Regions from separate parts of the Mus musculus genome. Here regions 1 and 2 are each linked to region 3. Evidence: chromatin contacts called from public HiChIP or PLAC-seq and promoter capture Hi-C data. All regions are on one chromosome and are shown on one strand. Each heading gives the region's core, a stretch centred on a gene start, on an enhancer-like site or on the middle of the called end of the contact. The rest is flanking DNA. Distances are from core to core; before and after follow the strand shown. Region 1 holds the start of Hook1 (hook microtubule tethering protein 1). Region 2 holds the start of E130114P18Rik (RIKEN cDNA E130114P18 gene). Region 3 holds the start of Cyp2j9 (cytochrome P450, family 2, subfamily j, polypeptide 9).

Region 1 (3,188 bases), core at 620-3,119, 620 kb before region 3:
AACATATAATTGATCAATCAATACTTGTAATTGATTTGCAATATGTTACTTCAGTAATTTCTGTGACTGAATTTGTGATGATTTCACAAATGGAAGTATAGAATTATTCCAAAAATGGAATTATGGGTTTAGATAATATGGTTAATGTAAAGTTCTTTGGAGTTGGAGAGATGGCTCAAAGTTAAGGGGACTGCTATTCTTACAAAGGACCAGAGTTCTGTTCCTAGTCCCTAAAGTAGGCTACACAAAACTGCCTGTAAGTCCAGCTCCAAAGGATTTGATGCCCTCTTCTGGCCTTCAAGGGAACCTGCACACATGTTGCAGACACACAGGAATAAAAATAAAAATGTATCTTTAAATTTTCCCAATAAATATGCCAAACTTCCCTTGAATTTTTGCTTTAGATTTATATTCATTTCACACTTGTCAGAATTAGTCTTTTTTTTTTTTTTTTTGCTGTTTTTCAGTAATGTGATTTTCTAACTTTTCAAATTGGAAAGAATTGAAATTTTAGTAGGTCACTTATCTGTGGGTCTCAGTGATAAACGTGCTTTAAAGAGTGTGTGGTTATAGTAATTCACATTGCAAAGTTTACAATTCCCAACTTACATTATTTTCATAATATGTGCTTATATTTTAGCCAGAGATATCTTTAGAAATGTAGAGGCTGTGGTCTCTACCCGTAACATTGAGAGCAACGCGGGTGGTGGTGGGGGGGGGGGAGGGCGGGGGTTGGGAGAGAGTCACAATACCGACTCTTCAATTCTTTAGGCCTATAGTTTTCATGAAGTTTCATTAGTATTTATTGTGTCTAGAATACACTTTAGCAAAATTGTGAGGTTGCGTCGAAAATGCCCTCACTGTATTTTTAAAATGAAACTGATTTATAACAGGGGGTTTATAATTTATTGTCCAACAGTTTTGCTCAACGTTTAAATATAAAAATCACAGAGAGTTAAGCGAACCAGCTGCCTCTTAATACAGAGTATGAATTGATGGATTAATGAATGAGTGAAGTGGTGAGAACCAAGAGTTAGAATAATATTGTAGCCCCTTCCAATAATGACACAATTTATCATGTTGGATTGCCACTTTCCAGATTTTATGGACCATGCCACCAACATCCTCAGTGGACACATCATTATTATTATTTTTTAACATAGAAACGAGCAGGTAGGGTACACAGATACAGCCTATGCTTTTTGAACACTATTTAATTTTGCTATCTAAAAACGGCCTTCCCCTTTGCCCCATTTAAAATGAAATCAGCCACAACCTGTGATTCTGTGAGGGCTTCTTTGACTTAGGCAGCATGGAGGTCTGTTTTTTCCTTAGGAAACACGTTTCTTGGTCACGTGGTTCCTCTTGCTTTGGGGGTTTCAATTCCTGAGCACTGTGGTGGGGAATGAGAAGAGGCTGGAGGCTGAGAGTGGGTCTGTACTAGTGCTAACCAGGAGAAATGGAAGGTTGGCCTCTGAGCCCTCCACTACCTTTGGCCACTCTAGCTCGCGCAGGCGCGCTCTCCTTCCTACCCCCAGCCCCGCCCTCATTGCACCTGCCAGGTCATAAACCTCCGCCCACCCACACCCGCTTCGCCTGGCGGTCCGGGCTTACCCCTCCTTGATTGGCCAAGAGTCTCTGGAGCGCGTCCAATCAGCAGCCCTCCTGTGCGACCTATTCCCGCTCCTCCCGCCCTGCCGGCCTCGCTGGTGCCCAGCTTCTTTGTGACTGGTGCTCGCAGAGGTCACTCAGCGTGCGGTGTGCGATCGGCGGGCGGGGCCGGCTCAGGTGCCGGGACGCGGGACAGACGCGGTGGGCGAGGGGGCGGTCGCGCCGCGACGTCTGCGCCGTGAGGCTTCGCGCGTGAGTGGCGCGGGCGCCAGGCCTGGCCGCCGAGCTCCAGTGGCGGGCGCGGAGGTCGTTGACGCGGGCCCGGTCGGAGGCGCGTCCGTCGCTGTGAGCGCGGCGTCGAGGTTCTCGGACCATGGAGGACCCGCAGCCGCTGCCACAGTCCGAGCTGCCGCTGTGTGACAGCCTCATCATCTGGGTGAGTGTAGTTCCACGCTTGCCAGCGAGGCCACCTGCGGGGCGAGCGGAGCACGGAGCCTCCGGCTGCCACGTACACCTCCTCCGCAACCCTTCCGTCCCAGCCTCTGAGAGCTCCGCCTCGCACAGGTGACCAGGAGGCGCTGGCAGCCTCGGTTCCCAGATTGCTGTCCTTTTGGGCCCACACAGCACCCATGGCGGTGTAGACACAGCTGAGAGAGATGGCCAAATTACCTTTGATGTGGGAGCTCTTTTTCATTTTTTCCCCCTCTTCCTCCCCTTCCCATCTTAATACCTTTCTTTTTTTAAAGTAAAAAAGAATTGGCTTTTTTTGTTTACGCTTGATCCATGTGCAGGATTTTTTTAGCGCAGATTGCCTCAGTCCTCATTTTTTCCCAGTATTCCGGTGAGCCAAATGGTTTCTAACCTGTTGGAATTTCCTAGATATGACAGAACTGCCGTCCAGGTGTGATTTCTAGGCCTTTATTGTGCTAGGATAGTGTTTGATGCCCTACAGTTGGGTGTTGATAGCGCTGATGGCTCAACTCAGTTGTATAATTGTGAAGAGAGTCTGATTGGAATGTAAGTAGACTGGATCAGGAGGATTACATCCTCCAAGAGATTGACTGGCCATCTTCTAATACTAGCAAATCCAAAGGACAAATAGGGAAGATCTCTATGAGTGTTTGAAATTTGTAGTCACTTTTGCACTTTAGACTTTGATAACATGTTTTAAGTAGAATGTAGTTAGGATCTCAGGGTTAAAGCGTTTAGCTCACTGTAGACCTGCATGTTTATTTAAATTACTATTTAGGTTTAGATATTGTATTTAAGATTGTTAGGAAAGAAGGCAGTATTACTTTAATGATCCCATTTGTTTAAAAACAAATGTCTAATCATAGGGTGTATTCAGGTCTGCAATTTTGTGCTCTGATCATCTGACTGAGATGGTAAACTGGGTTCTTTATGATGTCACTGACTTCCCTATGAGGTCACATGGAGTTCAAGAGTTTCTTAAACTATACTGCAATATTTCCAAGTGCTATGACCATATCCTTTCTTAAAGCAGTATTTTGACTTCCTACTTTGTGCTGGCCTCACAGGAATTAGTTTAACTAGCAGAGTTGTGTATCATTACAATG
Region 2 (2,858 bases), core at 318-2,817, 990 kb after region 3:
TCCTAGTTTTCCGTAATTATTATTCTTACAGCAAGCGTGAATTCATCCAGGGAGTGAGAAAAAAAAAAAGTTTGCTTCCAGGACAATGAATGTATTATCCGTTCCTAACTGGACCGTGAACTTCAGCTCGTTTCACATAGATATCAGTTTAAGAAAAGGAGAGTGTGTGTGATGTTGTAGGGGGAGTCTGAGGACTGGGATTTCAAAACAGGGCATGGTTCACTGTACGATCTACAGAAAAAAGCACTCTCCCTTCCTGGACAAATGGTGCTATCCTTTTGGCAAGGCGTAGGAATTCGGAAGACTGAGACTTTTAAAAGTGAGCTACTGCAGGATTCTATTCGGCTGCTGCCTGGGACTCAGTATGTCCATTCCAAGGACTTGAGTAAAAGTAGTTGTGGGTATGTGTGTACTTGTCTATTTTCTCTCGTAATTTCTTACCTAGACGTCTGAAACTTTACCAGTGGCTACAGAACAGTATCACAGAGCGCTTTTGGCTAATGAGATTCGCAGTCCTCTATCTCTTACGACCCTGAGCGTATTCAAGGCATTTATTTTCCCATTAGACTTTCTGCCAGCAAGAACAAGGTTTGCTTGTATGAGATGGTCATATTGCTTCGATTCACACAGCTTGTTAAGCACTACAAATGAATTTACTGATTAGATTGGCAATTATTTTCTACGCTAAGTTGTAAGCTTGAAAAAAAGGGGGGGGGGACCTGCTCTCGGGAAAAACATTCTTTTCCCTTACTGTACTTAGGCGGTCCTAGATTTTATAGACTGTTAATGGTAAATCCTGTCATCTTTTTTATTTCTTGCAAATATCACCAAAGGCTTCTCTAGAGCAAGCGCGTTCTTTCTCTCTCTCTCTTTCCTAGTTTGGAAAACTGTAATTTCTTTTCTGTAAAGTTTACTTGGAAGTTGCTCTTCATCTAAAATTATTTTGCAGATGTTTTACCACAGGGAATATAGTGTATAAAAGTGGTGGGAACACTTAGCAATGCATTTGACTCAAGATAAACAATACAGAAAGCTCACACGCTGCTGTTTAGGCTGCATACTGAAAAGAAGTTTCTCGGGACTTCAGTGCCTCTTGATTTTTGCTTTGAATAAGGGGTGAGAAATCTACAAGCTCTTTAGAGAAGATGTAGGAAATACCACAGGAAATAAATCAAAATTTTAGTTCCCTTAAGGGCAATTGCACACCATAGAATTTTAGACCTACCAGTTACAAATAATTCTGATGTAAATTTTCCAGTTTTGGTGGCAAACTAAGGAAAAGCTTTTCTGAAGGATGAAACAACTAATGAAAAGAATACAAATTTTACATTTTATTTCTTTAGTTCTCTCTCCTTGAATAGCCCTCACTCCTTCACCCACAAGATCGCCACCTTACTAGCCCAAACAATTTTTCCAAAGTGAAAAAAAAGGAAAAGAAAACTCCTGGTTTACATCGTTCCTCTAGCAAAAGACAGTTCAAGATCTGAATTTCACATTAAAGGCAAATAAAGCTTTAAAAATTACCTCCTGTGTCATCTGGCTGCTCAGACTCCAGGCTCATAGTGGGAACCTCCGGCTTGGTCCTCCCGGCATACAAAGGCAACTCAGTGAATGCCCCCTCCGCCCATGGAGACTCGGCCTCAGCTGCCAGCTCCGGGATATGCAATTTTGCTTTTTAATGAATCGTAAACAATTTGTATGGCAAATGAGTTTGTTTGTTTTAGTTTGGGGGCATGTGCTGAGCCAGGTTGTACGAGGTCATCACCTATTCCAGGATTTAGGTGCAAATGGGTGGAGCTCTGGGTCACTTTTTAATTTTTTTTTTCTAAATAATAAGGACACACTAGGATAAAAGAAACCAGTCAATAAAAGATTAAGAATAACAAGCCCTCTCCCCCTTCCTTTTCCTCCCCTCCCCCCATAACTGCCCTGGCTTACAGTGGAGTTTTGTGCCCTTTCTAATAACTAGCTGGAAAGCATTTGCATGACGTAACCAACATTTCTTATGGGTATAAGTTTTAGCATTGTCTTTAAAAGACTACTTCCACTTTAAAAAAAAAAAACAGCTATTTTATGATGAAAAATACTGACATGGGACATCTCCAGCATCACTTCTTAAAATTAAAAGTTAACACTTTCCCGAAGGCTATTGGAGATAAGAAATTAGAAAGATAGTTTTTATATGAAAGTGGTGAAAAAAAAAAAAAAAAGAAGAAGGTGCATGGGCTACCCCAGCGTGTAATGAAAACTTTTATTCAAAGCCACCAAGTTGTAAACAACTGAGAGGTTGACAGGCAACTGGGTTCAAGCATGCACATTCTAACAGTAATTACCTTTGGCACGGCCACTTATGAGAAATCTTTTGATATCTGAGCCACTTCTCTAATGCTTTAATCATGTAAATCAAGAAATAGATATTGCGTATCAACTTCATCTCACTGTGTTGTGACATCTCTAGTTGAAACTTTCCGACAGAAAACTAAAGAGAGTACTTGCAAAATTTTTCTTCGCTCCAAATGAATCTGAAATGCCTCAAACGCATACGTATGCTCCAGAAGGGACTCTCCTCTCTTAGAACACCTCCATTCTCCCCATACAGCTTCAAAACGAAGGCAGAATAATTCTTCTCCTGGTCACACTAAGTTAGCGACAAGGGGACAGGGTTGATTATGGGAAAATTTGTCTGTGAATTTCAAAAATACACGTGTCTTTCTTCTATCATTCAAATTTAAGATTTATGATGTCTAAAGCAAAAAAAAAAAAAAAAAGTCCTGGGTGATGCTGCAACCAGCTGTTACTCAGGTCAAATTCCCAACCACTTATTTTGTGACAAATTTTTCTTTTTAGAAATTAATACA
Region 3 (3,120 bases), core at 185-2,684:
ACTGAAGAGCAGGTTAGTGTCTGGTGTAGTTCTTAGTGTGTGTGGAGGAAACACCTTAGGCAGCTGGGCCATAGAGAGAGGATAGGGTCCTCTAGTTTTGTAGTTGTTTTGCTTCCCCTGAAAAAATAGTGTTAACAAAGTCAGTCGAATGTGAGCAATGAATAACAAACACTGAGCAGCTGCTGGGAGGATGATACAAGGATATCCAGGAGATATAAGAAAAGAGCAAAGAGGAATAGAGAGGCAAGTATTTGGAAAGTGTCTAAAAAACACACAGAGAACTCAGAATTTAAAAAAAAAATGGGTGGGAGAACAGAAGGAAAAATATGGGTTTAAATCCTCAAATTAGCAATAAATAATCAGACATAGCCAATCTTCACAAATACTGGAAAGTGACAGGGATGGTCACACATGGCAGAGTATTCACTATCTAAACAGAGAAAATTACTGTAGATAAGAAATATCACGTGGGAAGAGGGTCATAGAGCAGAAAGACCTTCCAGTCCTATACAGGTACTATGTACTCATAACCATTTTTCCAGGACAAGCGGGAGAGCTACAACAACTCAGTGGGAAAACAGGCAGACTTTTAGTGGAGCTGGAAACTTCAGTGCATCTTTCTCTGGATTAGATAAAGTCAGTAGGTGAGCAGTCATCAAAGATGCAAAAGGACCAAACTAGGCTCAATAAGACAAATCAGAGAACTGATATGTACACAGGTCAAGAGGAGAACACACTTTCAAAACAAAACAAAACAAAACTGGATAGGTAGTGTAACCAACATCTGGGACATCCTATTTCTTACTCCAACATAACGTGTTTATGAGGATAAATTATTACGTCATCAAATCTACCTTGACATACTTAAAAGACTTTAAAATCAGAGACAGTAAGTTTTCTGGCCATAAAATCACTCTGGGAATCTTTCATCGACAGATATCAAGAAAATCTACAACTGTTTGTAACCTGTAAGACCTTATCTCTGGGTTAGTGGGCTGTCAGCAACAGCCTTCGGCTACATCCTCGAGTTCCTGATGGCAATATACAGTTTCAGGATGCAGCCAGGCAGTGTTGCCTCTTCCTACCTGCTGAAGGGATAGGTGGGGCTGCTTGGGGTCCAAATGGAACAAGCAACCCACGAAAGGAAGGCGCATTGGCCCTGGCGGGTAGTTCTTGGGGCGACGGTTTTTGAGGAAATCAGCCAGGAACAGAAAGGTGACAGCAGACAGCAGCAAAATCCGGAGATGGAGCGCAGCCCAAATGGCAGCCACTAGGGAGCCGGCTGCCGCAAGCATGGCTGATATCAGAGCAGGCTCTTGGAGGAATGAGAATCTGAACTGAGGCAGTTCCCCAAGGACACTGCCTGTAGTTCCCAGAATGAACCAGGCCTGTGGTTTAAACCCCCAAATCGCTACAGGGCCCCTCCAATCTGTCGCCTGCAGACTCCTCCTCCCTGCTCTATTCACTTCAGCAACTTTGGCCCGCCTTGTTTATCTGCTTCCCTAAGTCTTAACAGAGCTTTGTCTCCAGAGCTCTTTCACTTTTACCCAGTCTTCCTAAGGACCCAAACATCCCCTTGGCCCCGCCTCAAGACTCTCCGTCACGCCCCTCTCCAAGTTCCAAGTCTTAGCCTTTGGAGACTATTCCTTTGGGGGTGGGGAAGCCACTTGAGCATGTATGGACTAGCTAAGAACCTTGCTCATAAACAAAGTATTTCTCTGGTTCTAGGCTTGTGATTTGCATGCAACCCAGAGAGTATCATGTGCATCTGATCTCCCGTTTTATAAACAACCTTTCACCACTGATTGCAATTTTCTGAAACAGGAACAGTATCAGCCCATGTTTCTGGGCTGCACGCCAGGGAGCGCTCTGGCCTCTTTATAAGAGCTCACCAGCTTTGAGTGCTATTCACAGTGAATTAAGTGAATCCACAGATTCTTCACAGAAAGAACACCCTGGTCTTGATTCTCCCCTACCCCCTTTTGTAGTGTTAGAGAACTGAACACCGCAGCCCTTGACCATGCTAAGAAGCCTTTCCATCATCACTTTGCACTCTCCCTCCCTCCCTATTAACTTTTAGGGTTAGTATATAATTTAGTGAATTTGATTAACGGGCACTTTCATGTCCATGTTTTTTCACAAATATTTATGCATATATTTGGCACTTTCCACTCATTCCCTACACTACTGTTGTAGGTCCTGCTCTTCCCCAGATTATCCCCTTCTGCATTTTGGCAGTGTACCTTCCTAAAGATTTGCTCCTTTCCTTCCATGGTTCCATTTCTAGTCCCAGACCCTGACCCCATTTACTCAAACACAGTTTAATCTAGGCTAGTACCGCAGAAAACAAGCTGTCTTCGCCTTTCTGCATCTGGTTTGTTTCATTTTCCATAAAGATCTCCAGCTTGTTCTCTCTCGGCTCTTCCATGAGAATCTCCAAGCACATTTGGTCTCCAGCATGGAACTTTCCACCCTGTGCCACATATAGGAGACCCTTAAGCCACATATCAGGCTAGACATGCATAGGCACTAAACATATAGATATACAGTCTGCTTACAAACTTTTTATTGATTAAAAAAGATAAATTGAAGTTTCTAACTCTCCAAGATCTTAAGAGGGAGACAGAGGAATAAGAAGAGAAACTTAACAAAGCTTAGCTTGTTTGTATTCTTTCAATCCTCTTTTGATTTTTTTCTTTTGTTGAAAACAGATTATTTTCTCATACACTATGCCCAGATGATAATTTCTCCTTCCTCTCTTCTTCTCAGTTTCTCCCAACAGGCCCTTCCCTGTGAATCTACTCTTTGTCTCTCAGGAAAGAACAGGTTTCTAAGAGATAACAAAACAAGACAAAACCTACGGTATCAAAGTTGAACACTGCAACCCAACAGTAGGAAAAGAGTCCCCAAAGCAGACACAAGAGCCAGAGACCCACTCATTCTTTCACTCAAGAGTCCCATAAAAAATACAAAGCTAATAGCTGAAATCCATGTCCAGAGGCCCTAACCCAGACCCATGGAAGCCCCGGGCTTGCTGCTGCAGAATCTCTGCTCGCTCTTAGGTACTTATCTTAGGGGATTCAGAGAGGTCCTTGCTCTCCTGGTGTTCACCATTTCCTC

What was found. Promoter capture Hi-C pulls out the DNA fragments that hold promoters and counts their contacts. HiChIP or PLAC-seq counts read pairs in DNA pulled down with a chosen protein or histone mark.
Region 1: a contact with region 3 is called in an H3K27ac HiChIP or PLAC-seq map of large pre-B cells, with 3 times the contacts expected there. The contact joins the promoter of Hook1 here to the promoter of Cyp2j9 in region 3.
Region 2: a promoter capture Hi-C map of hippocampal neurons shows a contact between it and region 3, with 3 times the contacts expected there. The contact joins the promoter of E130114P18Rik here to the promoter of Cyp2j9 in region 3. A contact is called at or near these places in 2 of 39 promoter capture datasets (hippocampal neurons and pre-B cells) and 1 of 115 datasets of contacts at active chromatin or transcription factors (astrocytes).

Annotation. Positions count from the first base shown.
Region 1 is chr4:95,965,510-95,968,697 of GRCm38.p6, forward strand. It overlaps Hook1 (hook microtubule tethering protein 1), which reads left to right and starts at 1,870. Exons shown (of 22, transcript NM_030014.2): 1 at 1,870-2,047. The coding sequence starts at 1,985. It overlaps 9530080O11Rik (RIKEN cDNA 9530080O11 gene), which reads right to left and starts at 2,146. Exons shown (of 2, transcript NR_045776.1): 1 at 1,615-2,146.
Region 2 is chr4:97,583,024-97,585,881 of GRCm38.p6, forward strand. It overlaps E130114P18Rik (RIKEN cDNA E130114P18 gene), which reads right to left and starts at 1,568. Exons shown (of 3, transcript NR_015513.2): 1 at 1,525-1,568. It also overlaps a transcript of Nfia not described here.
Region 3 is chr4:96,590,051-96,593,170 of GRCm38.p6, forward strand. It overlaps Cyp2j9 (cytochrome P450, family 2, subfamily j, polypeptide 9), which reads right to left and starts at 1,435. Exons shown (of 9, transcript NM_028979.2): 1 at 1,086-1,435. The coding sequence starts at 1,295.